Regions from separate parts of the Sus scrofa genome. Here region 2 is linked to region 1. Evidence: chromatin contacts called from public Hi-C data. All regions are on one chromosome and are shown on one strand. Each heading gives the region's core, a stretch centred on a gene start, on an enhancer-like site or on the middle of the called end of the contact. The rest is flanking DNA. Distances are from core to core; before and after follow the strand shown.

Region 1 (5,895 bases), core at 90-2,589:
GGGTCCTCTCCCCCGAAGTCCCGCCCCCTGCACATGATGTAACTTTGAGGACTCTTGCTCCCGAGAGATAGCGACAGGGAGACATTGGGTGGCGAGTAAACTAGGAACAAGGGGCGATACCAGAGGCCAGAACCCATGGGGGGTTGGAAGTCTAAAAGCTGGGGGCTGGGCATTACCATTCCCCCTTCTTCCTCGGGCCTGGGCACTGGGAGCCCAGATTCTTCTGTTGCCCAGGGCCCTAACGTTAAGGTTTCCTCAGTCCCCAACTCCCACATCTTTGTTCCTTCTCCCCATGATTAGGGCTCCTTTCTGCCCAACCATGAAGTGGTGGTATCTCTCCACCTTGGAATCTCTTCATTGGCTTCTGCCCTGGTCATTCTCTCCACATTCCCCTGGATAATGCATCTGTCCCACCCAGCCACCACAATGAAGTCCTCTGGTGATTTCTTTTTTCCTTCTTTCGTCTTTTTTTTTTTTTTTTTGTCTTTTTGTCTTTTTAGAGCTGCACCTGCAGCACATGGAAGTTCCCAGGCTAGGGGTCTAACTGGAGCTACAGCTGCCGGCCTACAACACAGCCACAGCAACACCAGATCTGAGCCGCGTCTTTGACCTACACCACAGCTCATGACAACGCTGAATCTTTGACTCACTGAGAGAGGCCAGGGATCGAACCTGCAACCTCATCGTTCCTAGTCAGATTTGTTTCCACTGCGACACGACCAGAACTCCCTCTGGTGATTTCTCAAGTTATGTCTCCATCCAGACATCTCTCTTCAACTTGAGACCCTAAATGCCATAGCACCTCAAATTCAACGTGGCAATGGTAAGCATCTGCCCAGCATCCACTCTCCCTTTCTGATAATAACATCTTGATGTTCCTTTGGGGGACCACCTCCTGGGCCTGTGTGGTCATGGGGGTCTCTTGGGGGTGAGCTCTCAGCTTGGCCAATTCATGTGTTCTGAGCTCTGGCCACAGCCATTGGGAATGTTCACGGATGGGCATTAGGTCCCTCTCTGGGGCTTCTTCTGTCCGCTTTCAAAATGAGCTCTCTTTCTGCTGGGGTTGCTGGGCTGGTGGAACCAAAGCCTGATGCTGCTGGATGTCAGCTTGGCCCTGCAAAGCAGAAACCTGCCTGAGAAGGAAGGAAGCCTAGAGGAAGCAGGCAAAGGGATGGAGATCATGAAATTCCTGATTCCAGGTTTAGGAGCCAATAAATTTTTTCTTCTCTCTCCCTCCCTCTCCCCGCCCTCACCTTTTTTTTTTTTTTTTTTTTTTTTTTTTTGGCTGTGCCTGCAGCATGCAGAAGTTCCAGGGCAAGGGATTGAACCCAATGCCACAGCAGTGATAATGCCTAATCCTTAACCCCTAGGCTACCAGGGAACTCCATAAATTTCTCTTCCTCAAGCTAATTTTAAGTGGCTTTTTGCCATTTACAGCAGAAACAATCCTGATTCTCAGACTTTTTAGAGTTCTCTGCTGGAACATAATGGGACGAGAAGAGCTGGCTGCCAGCCTTGGGCTTGCTGCTGGTCTTCATCTTTTCCACCCAGGCACTCGACCTCATGTGTAAGTATTTGGGACACTTCCCTTCAGTCCCTATATCCAAACTCTGTCTGTACCTCCTCCACTGCAAACGGCTGCCTCTTTAGTCACCCTCTGGGCCTAAAAATGTGCATATTGGTGGCATCATTGTCATTCTACTGAAGGTCATCATCTCGTCTGTGATCCTGCAGCACACCACCAGGGGGCAGGGTGTGACCAGTCTTGCCTTGGTCTGCATTTTCTCTTCCCCAGGGCCCTCTGGGCCTTGGCCTTGGCCTGCTCGCAGACCCTCTGCTGTGGATGCTGTGGATGCTGTGGATGCTGTGGAGTGCTGCCCAGATCCACCTTCAGGATCAGATGCTCGTCCCAGCTGCTGAGTGTTGGCTGCTCTTGGCTCACGGCTGAGCATTTCCCTGAGCACTCCCTTTGGCTGAAGGGAGCTGTCTTGCCAAATGCAGTCCCTCTTTCCTGGGGCATCTTGGATTCAATGTCTGGTTGATGCAGAGGTCCAAAGGCCTGGCCCCCTGGCCTCAATTTGGGGCACTCTGAAGGTCCATCCCAGCTCTGGAGCTCCTGTGGGGTCAGCCGGAGGAGCCTCTGTTTAGTTGTAGTGCTCAACTCTTCTCTTTATCCAGTCCTGATTCTCTCACTGACTTTAACTCTCCCCCTTGCCCCCCAACAAACCACCTATATGCAAGTTTCCATCTCGGAGTTTGTTTCCGACTAAAGATATTCCCCCTTCTCAACTTGTATACTGCATTAACCCCCTAATTTGACTCTGATTCCATTTTGACCTTCTTCCACACTAGATCCAAAGTGACCTTCCTTCCTCTCCTTCCTCCCTCCCTTCTTCTTCCTCCCTCCCCTCTCCTTCCTTCCTTCCTTCTCCCTCCCTCCTTCTTTCCTTCTCCTTCTTCCTTCCATCCTTTCGTCTCCTTCCTTTCATCCTTTCTTTCTTTTGTCTTTTTAGGGCCACACCCATGGCATATGGAAGTTCCCAGGCTAGGGGTCAAATCAGAGTGGCATCTGCCAGCCACAGCCACAGCCATGCCAGATCTGAGCAGTGTCTGTGACCTACACCACAGCTCACAGCAATGCCAGTTCCTTAACCTGCTGAGAGAGGCCAGGGATTGAACTCTCATCCTCATGGATACTAGTCAGGTTCATTAGTGCTGAGCAACAACGGGAACTCCCAAAGTGATCTTTTCTAACTCAATCTGATCATTCCACATCCCTGCTGAAAAATATTTAGTAGCTTCTCACAGCTCTTGGGGTAGAGCCCACACACTAAACTTGGCCTACAAGGCTCTGTAGGATCTGGCCCCTGCTTGACTTCTCCACCCTAGCCCTCACCTGCCGTCATTCTTCCCCCTTTCCTTAGTCGCTGCTCTCTGGCTACATTAGTGTTTTCAGTTTCATTAATGTGTCTACCTCTTCCCTGCTCAGAGCCTTTGCATGTATTATTCCCGCAGCTTGGAATCTCCATGTTCTCCACACTTCCAGGCACCGTTGCTTCTTATTCCCCCGACCAGTCTCAGTTTAATGTGACTTCCTTAGGCAAGCTGTCCCCACAGTGGCACTGAAACTGACAGCACTAGTGGCCTGAACCTAGCCAGAACCCAAACTGGGACTTGAACCCAGCCAAAGCCCAGATTGGGACTTGAACCTGCCTGCTGGAACTTGAACCCAACCTAAAACCAGATGGGGATTTAAACCCACGTTTTTTTTTTTTTTTTAATTTTTTGTCTTTTTGCCTTTTCTAGGGCCGCTCCCATGGCATATGGAGGTTCCCAGGCTAGGGGTCTAATTGGAGCTGTAGCCACCAGCTTATGCCACAGCCACAGCAATGAGGGATCTGAGCCGCGTCTGCAACCTATACCACAGCTCACGGCAACGCCGGATCATTAACCGACTGAGCAAGGCCAGGGATCAAACCCGTAACCTCATTGTTCCTATTCGGATTCGTTAACCACTGAGCCACAACAGGAACTCAAAACCCATGGTTTTAAATTTGAGTTACTCACCCTGTGTCTGGACTCACCAAGGCTCAGGTCCTTTATGCCTCCGTGCAGAGGAATTTGGTGAGAGACAAAGTGATACGTGAGAAACAGATTTATTAGGATAGGATGCTTGTAAGAGATGCAAGCGGGGAAGAAAAGGAAGCTCTGCCCAGGACCTGGTGGACCACAGTTTTATCATCCAAGGGACATGGGGATTTGGAAAGGCCCGCCTCTTCCTTTCTGGGAGTAGTAGCTCCTCCTTAGTATTGAGTAAGGTGTGTATTCAAATCAGCTGAAGGGCGCTCTTCAAACTCTGCCCTTGGTCTGAATTTGAAAGCAGGCCTCATCCCATCCCCCACCCAATGACTGGAGGCAATTCTCACATCTCCACTTGTCAAGCAAGCCTGCCTTATTTTGATAGTTTTCCTGAACTTACAGTGGTCTCCCAACATCCCCCAGGTTTCCCTCTTTATCTATGATCCCCTATTGGGACTTCCACGACCACCTGTGCCTACTCAGCCCTATCACCACCTTCTCCTCTGCCCTCACATTAGATTAGGTCTCATGAAATAAAGTCTCATGGCCCATGCACTTCTCCTGCGTTAGCATCCATTACATTATAATGGTTTGTTTTTATGTAGTCCCATTCCTAACATATGAAGGCCCTGGGTCAAGAGTACAAATAGAGGCTCACAAACCTTGTGCTTAAATATTTTAAATGTATGACTCAAGCTAACAAACTTTAAATAAAATGTTCTATTCTACCTTGACAAATATATACATAATGGTCTGGAATTTGGTTCAAATTTCAGTTCAAATTTGGCTTTAATTAAATTGATTATTTAATTATGATTATTATTTTTAGGGCTGCACCTGTGGCATATGGAAATTCCCAGGCTAGGGGTCGAATTGGATCTGAAGCTGTCGGCCTATGCCACAGCTGCAGCCACAGCCACACAGGATCTGAGCTGTGTCTGTGACCTACACCACAGGTCATGGCAACACTGGATCCTTAACTCACTGAGCGAGGCCAGGAATCAAACCCGCGTCCTCATGGATCCTAGTCAGGTTCGTTAACTGCTGAGTCACAAAGGGAACTCTCTAATTTATTTTTTCAAAGGCCACGCTAGTGGCATATGGAAGTTCCTGGGCTAGGGGTTGAATTGGAGCTGCAGCTGCTGGCCTGCACCACAGCCGTGGTAACATTGGATCTGAGCCACATCTGCAACCTCTGCCTCAGCTTGAGGCATCGCCTGATCCAATGAGTGAGGCCAGGGATGGAACCTGCATCTTAATGGACACTCTTTTGGGTTCTAAACTCACTGGGCCACAACGGGAACTCCAAATTTGGATTTTATTTTTTGTTCTTGAGGATTCCACAATAGAATGTGGTGGTATGGGGAGAGTCGGCTTTCAGCCACTGGCCTTTGGGTCCACATTTTCCCCCCACTGCTGACACCATCTTCTACTGCAAGGGCTCTCATGTGCATACATGTAGACCCTCCTACCTGCACACCCCAATTCTGTCCACAACTTCCTGCAAACAGCCACCCCTTGGCCACCTGTTGGGTCTAGGGATGTGTGTATGAGTGAGATCTCCCCTTGGGAGGGAAAACCCAGGAAGGAGATCCATGTGGGCCCTAGAAGTGGGCTTGGGACACTTTGGACAGGAAATTCCTAGGTATCTGGAGTGTGGTTCAGAAGGAGTTTGGGATTGGGCAGAGGAGGCCAGGACTCCTTGCTCCAAGGGACACAGAGTGGAGCCTTCCAAAACGCTGAGCCAGGACAGGGGCCACTCTTGCCTGGGCTTAAGGGCAATAAATTGACCCTTCTCTGTTTTATCAGTCTATAAGCTCCATGAAGACTGGAGTCAGTCTGATTTACTGAGGTGTCCCTAGCACCCAGCACAGTGTCTGGTGCAGAGTAGGTACTTAAGAAGTAGTTGTCAAGTGAATGAATATATGCGGTAGACCAAGAAGAGGTTTGAGGATTTGGATCCATTACTGAAGATCGAGATTTCAGAAGCCAGCACTAGGAATGAGAACAGGTCTTACAGGGCTGTCCCTACCTGCAGGACAGAGCGGATGGGGAAAGAATCCTGGATGACTGACTCGGTCTTCCCTCTTTCCTCTTTGTTCTCTATCCTATTTCTCCAGGTCCTTTGCTTGCCTGGCCCTCTCTCCCTATGGTCCTGCATCCCTCTGTCCATATCCTTTTATCTTTTTGTTTTTTGTTCACTGTTCTTTCTCTATAGCCTGACCATCCATCTGTCTGTTCCTTTTTCTAGTTCTTGGCCCCCGGTCTTACTTTCCTCTGACCCTTCCTCTACCACTTTTCTTTTCTAGCGCCCTC
Region 2 (5,744 bases), core at 209-2,708, 66 kb after region 1:
ATCAAACCTGAATTCTCAGGACTCTATGTCAGGTTCTTAACCTGCTGAGCCGCAACGGGAACTCCCCACTTTGCTTTTATGCATGCACAGCTTGACTACAGTCAAGAGCATACAGAAATTTTTGTATTACTTTTCCCAGGCATTTTGAGGGTACATTTATTCACCACAATGAGCAAAATTGATATTATTATTCCCATTTTAGGAATGAGGGAAAAACCTCAAGTAGGTTAAATAACAGCTCATGAGTGCCTGCCCTGAGATTCTAATCCATGGCCAACAAGTTAAAGAAACAGTTCCAAACCAGAATAGAAAACATCACAGTCAATCCCTCATGGCTACGATGTTTATAACAGGTGCTGCCCCTTCTCCGCCCACATCACCTGGGATTCCCTCACCTCTGTGCGCACCTGAATTCCAGGGCCAGTTCTTTCCTCCCAGCCCCAGCATGTTGTTGGAAGGTGCGGGAGATCAAGAGAGGCCTCAGAATTTGTGTCCCTTCCTTCCCTCTGCAGCTCTTGGCCATGACTCTTGGGGACGGGGATATACACACTCCAGCTCTATTGCCCTCTCATGGAGGTGACTTTGAGGTGTGACTCACAGTGCCCCCCAAGCCCTCTGTGGGAGTGAGTCAAAATTACCCTCCGTGTGATTCGGCTTGAATAGTGCACCCCTGTTCGCCCCCTTCCTGGCCCAACTCCCCTCTTCTTCTAACTCTTTTCCCTGGAAATATTTCCAAATAAATTTCTTTCATATGCATCTTCTTCTAAGGCAGTATTGTTTCAAGAAACTTTTGTTTCAGTTATGTGTCAGGCTCTGTGTGTGTGTGTGTGTGAGCGCGCGTGCGTGTGTGTGTCTGTACGTCTGTCTCTGTGTAGTGGGTTGCCATTTAATCTGCATTTCTTACTATGGAGCTAAACAGATTGAAAGCCACTGTCCTATTCCACATGGAACTGTTTCTCTATTTGTGTATGGTTCACTGAGCTAGAAAGTTTCCTGGCCGCCCCAGAATGAGAACTGCAGATCAGATTTTAGGTCTTATTGCCTGCTTGAGCACAGCAACTTAAAATATACTGAATAAAAATGTATTAGTCATGGGGTCTAGAGAGTGCCATCAACTTTGACACAATTGGCTAGGCTGTTCTTTGAACTTCTTTAGGCAGTCAAGTCTGCCAAACAGCTTTCAAAGTCCAGATTTCCCTTTGCTAAGGTTGATAAATGTGGTTTAAAGGTCATGGTGGTTGATTATCAATTTTTTGCAGATTAGCAGTAGTTGGAAGACCACATTCGCCTTGTAGCAGAGCCAGATGGCATCCTGACTGCATGGCAGGGTAGTCATCCCAGAACTCTGGCCCTAGGCTTGGCTTAGACGGGGAGAGGGGAGTGCTTAGCATGGCTCTGCACTGACTCCCAGAGATGTGCAGTTAAAGGAAGGGAAGAGAACACATCACCCACTCACTACAACCAATGAGACCTAGGTGAGAGGTCAGGCGAGTCTCTTTCGGCCAGATCTGCGTGGATCCTGGGGCAGGCCTGGCTGCCAGAATCGATTGGAGGCCGGGAGCGGAAGGCAGAGAGGAAAATTCCCAAAGTACACAGGAGGGGAGTTCTGGAAGGTAGTACAGAGGAGAGGGAAACACCCTCATTTTCCCAGGAAACCTTGGGAGCCCTGCCATCCTGGCATCCGTTGAAGATCCTTATTTGTCGGTACACAATGTAAGATCGGTTCCATAGTTAGGAAACAGCAAAACAATGTCGAAACTCCAATGGAATGATTAAGCAAAAAGGATGGTAACTTCTGTTCACCAAGTTTAGGATGAAGATGGCTGCGAATTAAGAACCCATAGGGTCTGTAGTACTGTTCCGGAGAAGAGCCAGGCTTTCTGGTAGATGTGATATTCTAGTCGCCCCCAAAGATGTACTTCAGCGGGGTATGTGTGTGTGTGTGTGTGCTGATCGGGGGGTGGGGGGGTGGCGGGGCCTCAAGGTCAGGTTGAAGGACCCTCAGCACCAGCCCATTCCTTCTCACCTGATTCTGTATTCATTCCATTGCTTTCTGGTTGTTACTCCGGGCAGGAGGTCCAGATCACAGACAACACTTTTTCTCCTCACTGGATGGGCCTGTTCCCCATCTGAACTGAAACCTTTGGCTTTTGAGACTACATCAATTTCATGTGGGTTTGGGGTGTGGGAATATCAGTATGATACCCCTGACCCCAAATGTTGATGATCCAAGTTCCTGGCTGACCAGTCTGAGGGCCACAGGGGGCTCAGGACCCAGTGGGACCCAGCCTGAAATGGGCAGTGAGATCTCATAGGCTCTGAGACCATGGAGGAGCGCTGGCCCCCCCTCATCCAGAGGCTGAGCTAAGACCCCGGGGTGGGGGGAAGCAGTACATGCTGATTCCCAACGGGGAGCAGCAAGCTTGGACTGCTGGTGAGACTCTGAAGTCCAACAAGAAGGGGGTGTTCATATGGGGGTGGGTGGGAGAGACCTTGGACTCTTGGGAGCAGAGCAGGGGTGGAAGAGAAAGGGAGTGGGGAGCTCAGTTTCATCCTCAGTGTCGGTCTGACCTGCTGTTCCTGGAAAGTTAGGCAAAGAGAGGTCTTTGGGCTCTGTCTCCAGGGGAAGTTCTGCTCACTTCCAGCCATGAGGAGCTTCTCCTACATTTGGGCTTCTCTGTCTGACGTCCAGGGTGGGGTGCGTGGCTCCTCTGAGGCCTGGTGATGGGTAATATGGGGAGATCTGGCTCATGGTGCACCAGTATTCTGTGTTTTTTAAATTAATTAATTAATTAATTATTATTTTTTTACTTTTTTTTTTGTCTTTTTGCTATTTCTTTGGGCCGCTCCCGCAGCATATGGAAGTTCCCAGGCTAGGGGTCCAATCGGAGCTGCAGCCACTGGCCTATGCCAGAGCCACAGCAACGCAGGATCCGAGCCGCGTCTGCAACCTACACCACAGCTCACGGCAACGCCGGATCGTTAACCCACTGAGTAAGGGCAGGGGCCGAACCCGCAACCTACACCACAGCTCACAACAACCCACTGAGTGAGGCCAGGGATTGAACCCACTTCCTCATGGATCCTAGTCATTTTCGTTAACTACTGAGTCATGAAGGGAACTCCCCATAATGACTTCTTGAGTCCTGAGTTTTGATGGTGAGGAATAACTGGAGTTGGAAGGAGAGGCTGGAGCCTGTGGGTGGTAGTAGGTGGAGTTATAATGTTTTTAGACCTGCCACGTTCTAGTATTGACCTCAAGTGGGCAGTGAGCTGGGAGGGAGGAGCAGACCCTCAAACTCCACGCTCTCTCCTTCTGCACTGGGGAGCTCCTGAAAGGCAGGGTGTCTCAGAATGCCTGTGCATTTGAGCAATGACTTTCCCTATAGTATAGAATAGGAAACCCCCATTTAAAAACCACATTGTAGGAGTTCCCATAGTGGCTCAGCAATAATGAACCGGAATAGTATCCATGAGGATCCCTGGCCCTGCTCAGTGGGTTAAGGATCTGGCATTGCCATGAGCTGTGGTGTAGGTTTGCCGACACAGCTCAGATCCTGCATTGCTGTGGCTGCAGTGTAGGCCAGCAACTACAGCTTCAATTAGATGCGTAACCTGGGAACTTCCACATGCCGTGGGTGCAGCCCTAAAAAGACAAACAAACAAAAAACTACGCTTTATTTTTTTACTTTTAAAAATTAATTAATGAATTATCTGGCCACGCCCACAGCATGAAGAAGTCCCCAGGCCAGAGATCGAACCCATGCCACAGCTGTGACAATGCCGGAAACTCAACCCACTGAGCCACAATGGGAACTCCTAAAAACACACACATTAGATCTGGTAAACAGTGATTTAAGGGGCAGATCTAGTAAACAGTGATTTAAGGGGCAAAAGTGAAGAGAGTATGCTTTTTTTTTTTTTTTGTCTTTTGTCTTTTTTGTTGTTGTTGCTATTTCTTGGGCCGCTCCCGCGGCATATGGAGATTCCCAGGCTAGGGGTTGAATCGGAGCTGTAGCCACCGGCCTACGCCAGAGCCACAGCAACGCGGGATCCGAGCCGCGTCTGGGACCTACACCACAGCTCACGGCAACGCCGGATCGTTAACCCACTGAGCAAGGGCAGGGACCGAACCCGCGACCTCATGGTTCCTAGTCGGATTCGTTAACCACTGCGCCACGACGGGAACTCCGAGTATGCTTATTCCATGTGATATATAAATCCAGAGTTTTATGATTTGGCAAGAGGAATCAAGCTGTTGAGTAAATCTGGACTTCTTCAGGATGCAGGGTAGATGGAGGGGATAAGGGCACCCTGAGCTCATCAAGACATGAGCAGAAACCTGTTAGGTCAAAAGAGCCAGCAGCTAGCTGGCCTGCCTGGCCCCATTCCCCACCACGTGGTGTTGGTGAGGGGGGAAATACTGGACTGTTGGAGCTTAAATCTCTGGGAAGGGATTTTCTCTGAGTCAGGCTTGGCCTGGACATTTGACTCTCGAGTTTTGATGGTTGCCAGGAGGACGATACGTTCTTCCAAGATTCTGGTTTCTCCCCTGCCTGAACCAGGTAGAGCCTAATTTTCTTGGACTCCTGCAGGCTGCCAGAATAACTTCTCTGCTCCTCTGCCACTTCTGTGCACTGAATTCTGCTTGAAACCCCTAACTTCCCTCTTTGGCTAAGGACCCTTCCTTTCTTCCCTGCCAGATCCAGGAAGGCAGCCTTAAAACCTGCTGTGATGCAACTACAGCTGGTGGAATTATGTTTGCATAAAGACACATTGACTTGTGGTCTCTAGTGTCACCCATGGAACTCTAAAATTCATTCTTATTCTAGATTAGGTCTCTCTGCTACATGTTCTCATAGACTTCTCTTTTCAGGTACTCATCACGCTACTGATTGTTTATGTAACATTTGTTTTCTCTGATAGATTCCGAGCTCCATGACACTGGAAATGAGCCTTTCTTACTCATTGCCATATGCTTCTTACCAAGCACAACAAAATCATCCTGGGCATTTTAGAGAGGGAATTTAAAACAGGGAATGAGGAGTTCCCACCATGGCTCAGCAGAAACAAATCTGACTAGTATCTACAAGGATGCAGATTTGATCCCTGGCCTTGCTCAGGGAATTAAGGATCCAGCGTTGCCGTCAGCTCTGACGTAGGTCACAGAGGTGGCTCTGATCCTACATGGCTGTGGCTGTGGTGTAGGCTGGCGGCTATTGCTCCAATTCGACCCCTAGCCTGGGAACTTCCATATGCAGTATGTGTGGCCCTAAAAAGCAAGCAAGCAAACAACCCTCCCCCCCACAAAAAAAAAAAAAACCAGAGAATGGAATACACAGGAAACCACAGGGGTGAGAATCAGAAGGCTGCTACCACGAGGGTGAAGGACACAGGAGAGGGTTGGTGTCACCAGAGTCAGAGGCTGAAGCTGTCCCGTGGATGGAACTGCCAAGGACCCTGGAGGGAAGGGCTGTCTGATGGGAAGCTGAATCACTGTAGGAAAATGGTGCTCAAAACAGAGAGGTGGGTTCCCGCTGTGGTGCAGTGGATTAAGAATCTAGCTGCAGGAGTTCCTGTGGTGGCTCAGCGGAAAGGAATCTGACTAATGTCCATGAGGACGCAGGTTTGATCCCTAGCCTCACTCAGTAGGTTAAGGATCCAGCATTGCCGCAGCTGTGGCTTAGGTCACAACTATGGCTATGATCTAATCCCTGGACTGGGAACTTCATATGCTGCAGAGT

The links. Hi-C and Micro-C count contacts between places; a contact is called where the count stands out from the background.
Region 2: a contact with region 1 is called in a Hi-C map of liver, with 3 times the contacts expected there. The contact joins the enhancer-like site here to the promoter of NRL in region 1. A contact is called at or near these places in 5 of 47 Hi-C or Micro-C datasets (liver and skeletal muscle) and 2 of 2 datasets of contacts at active chromatin or transcription factors (alveolar macrophages and skeletal muscle).

What each region holds. Positions count from the first base shown.
Region 1 is chr7:75,197,709-75,203,603 of Sscrofa11.1, forward strand. It overlaps NRL (neural retina-specific leucine zipper protein), which reads left to right and starts at 1,340. Exons shown (of 4, transcript XM_001925854.4): 1 at 1,340-1,567. The coding sequence starts at 1,488.
Region 2 is chr7:75,263,438-75,269,181 of Sscrofa11.1, forward strand. No RefSeq gene overlaps it. Among named protein-coding and RNA genes, the nearest start is that of DHRS4, 11 kb to the left of the region's middle. Within about 2 kb of position 1,459, at least 20 of the 83 cell types and tissues checked have an H3K27ac peak or open chromatin away from gene starts, as enhancers often do. A contact at or near this core is called in liver and skeletal muscle, where this site is marked.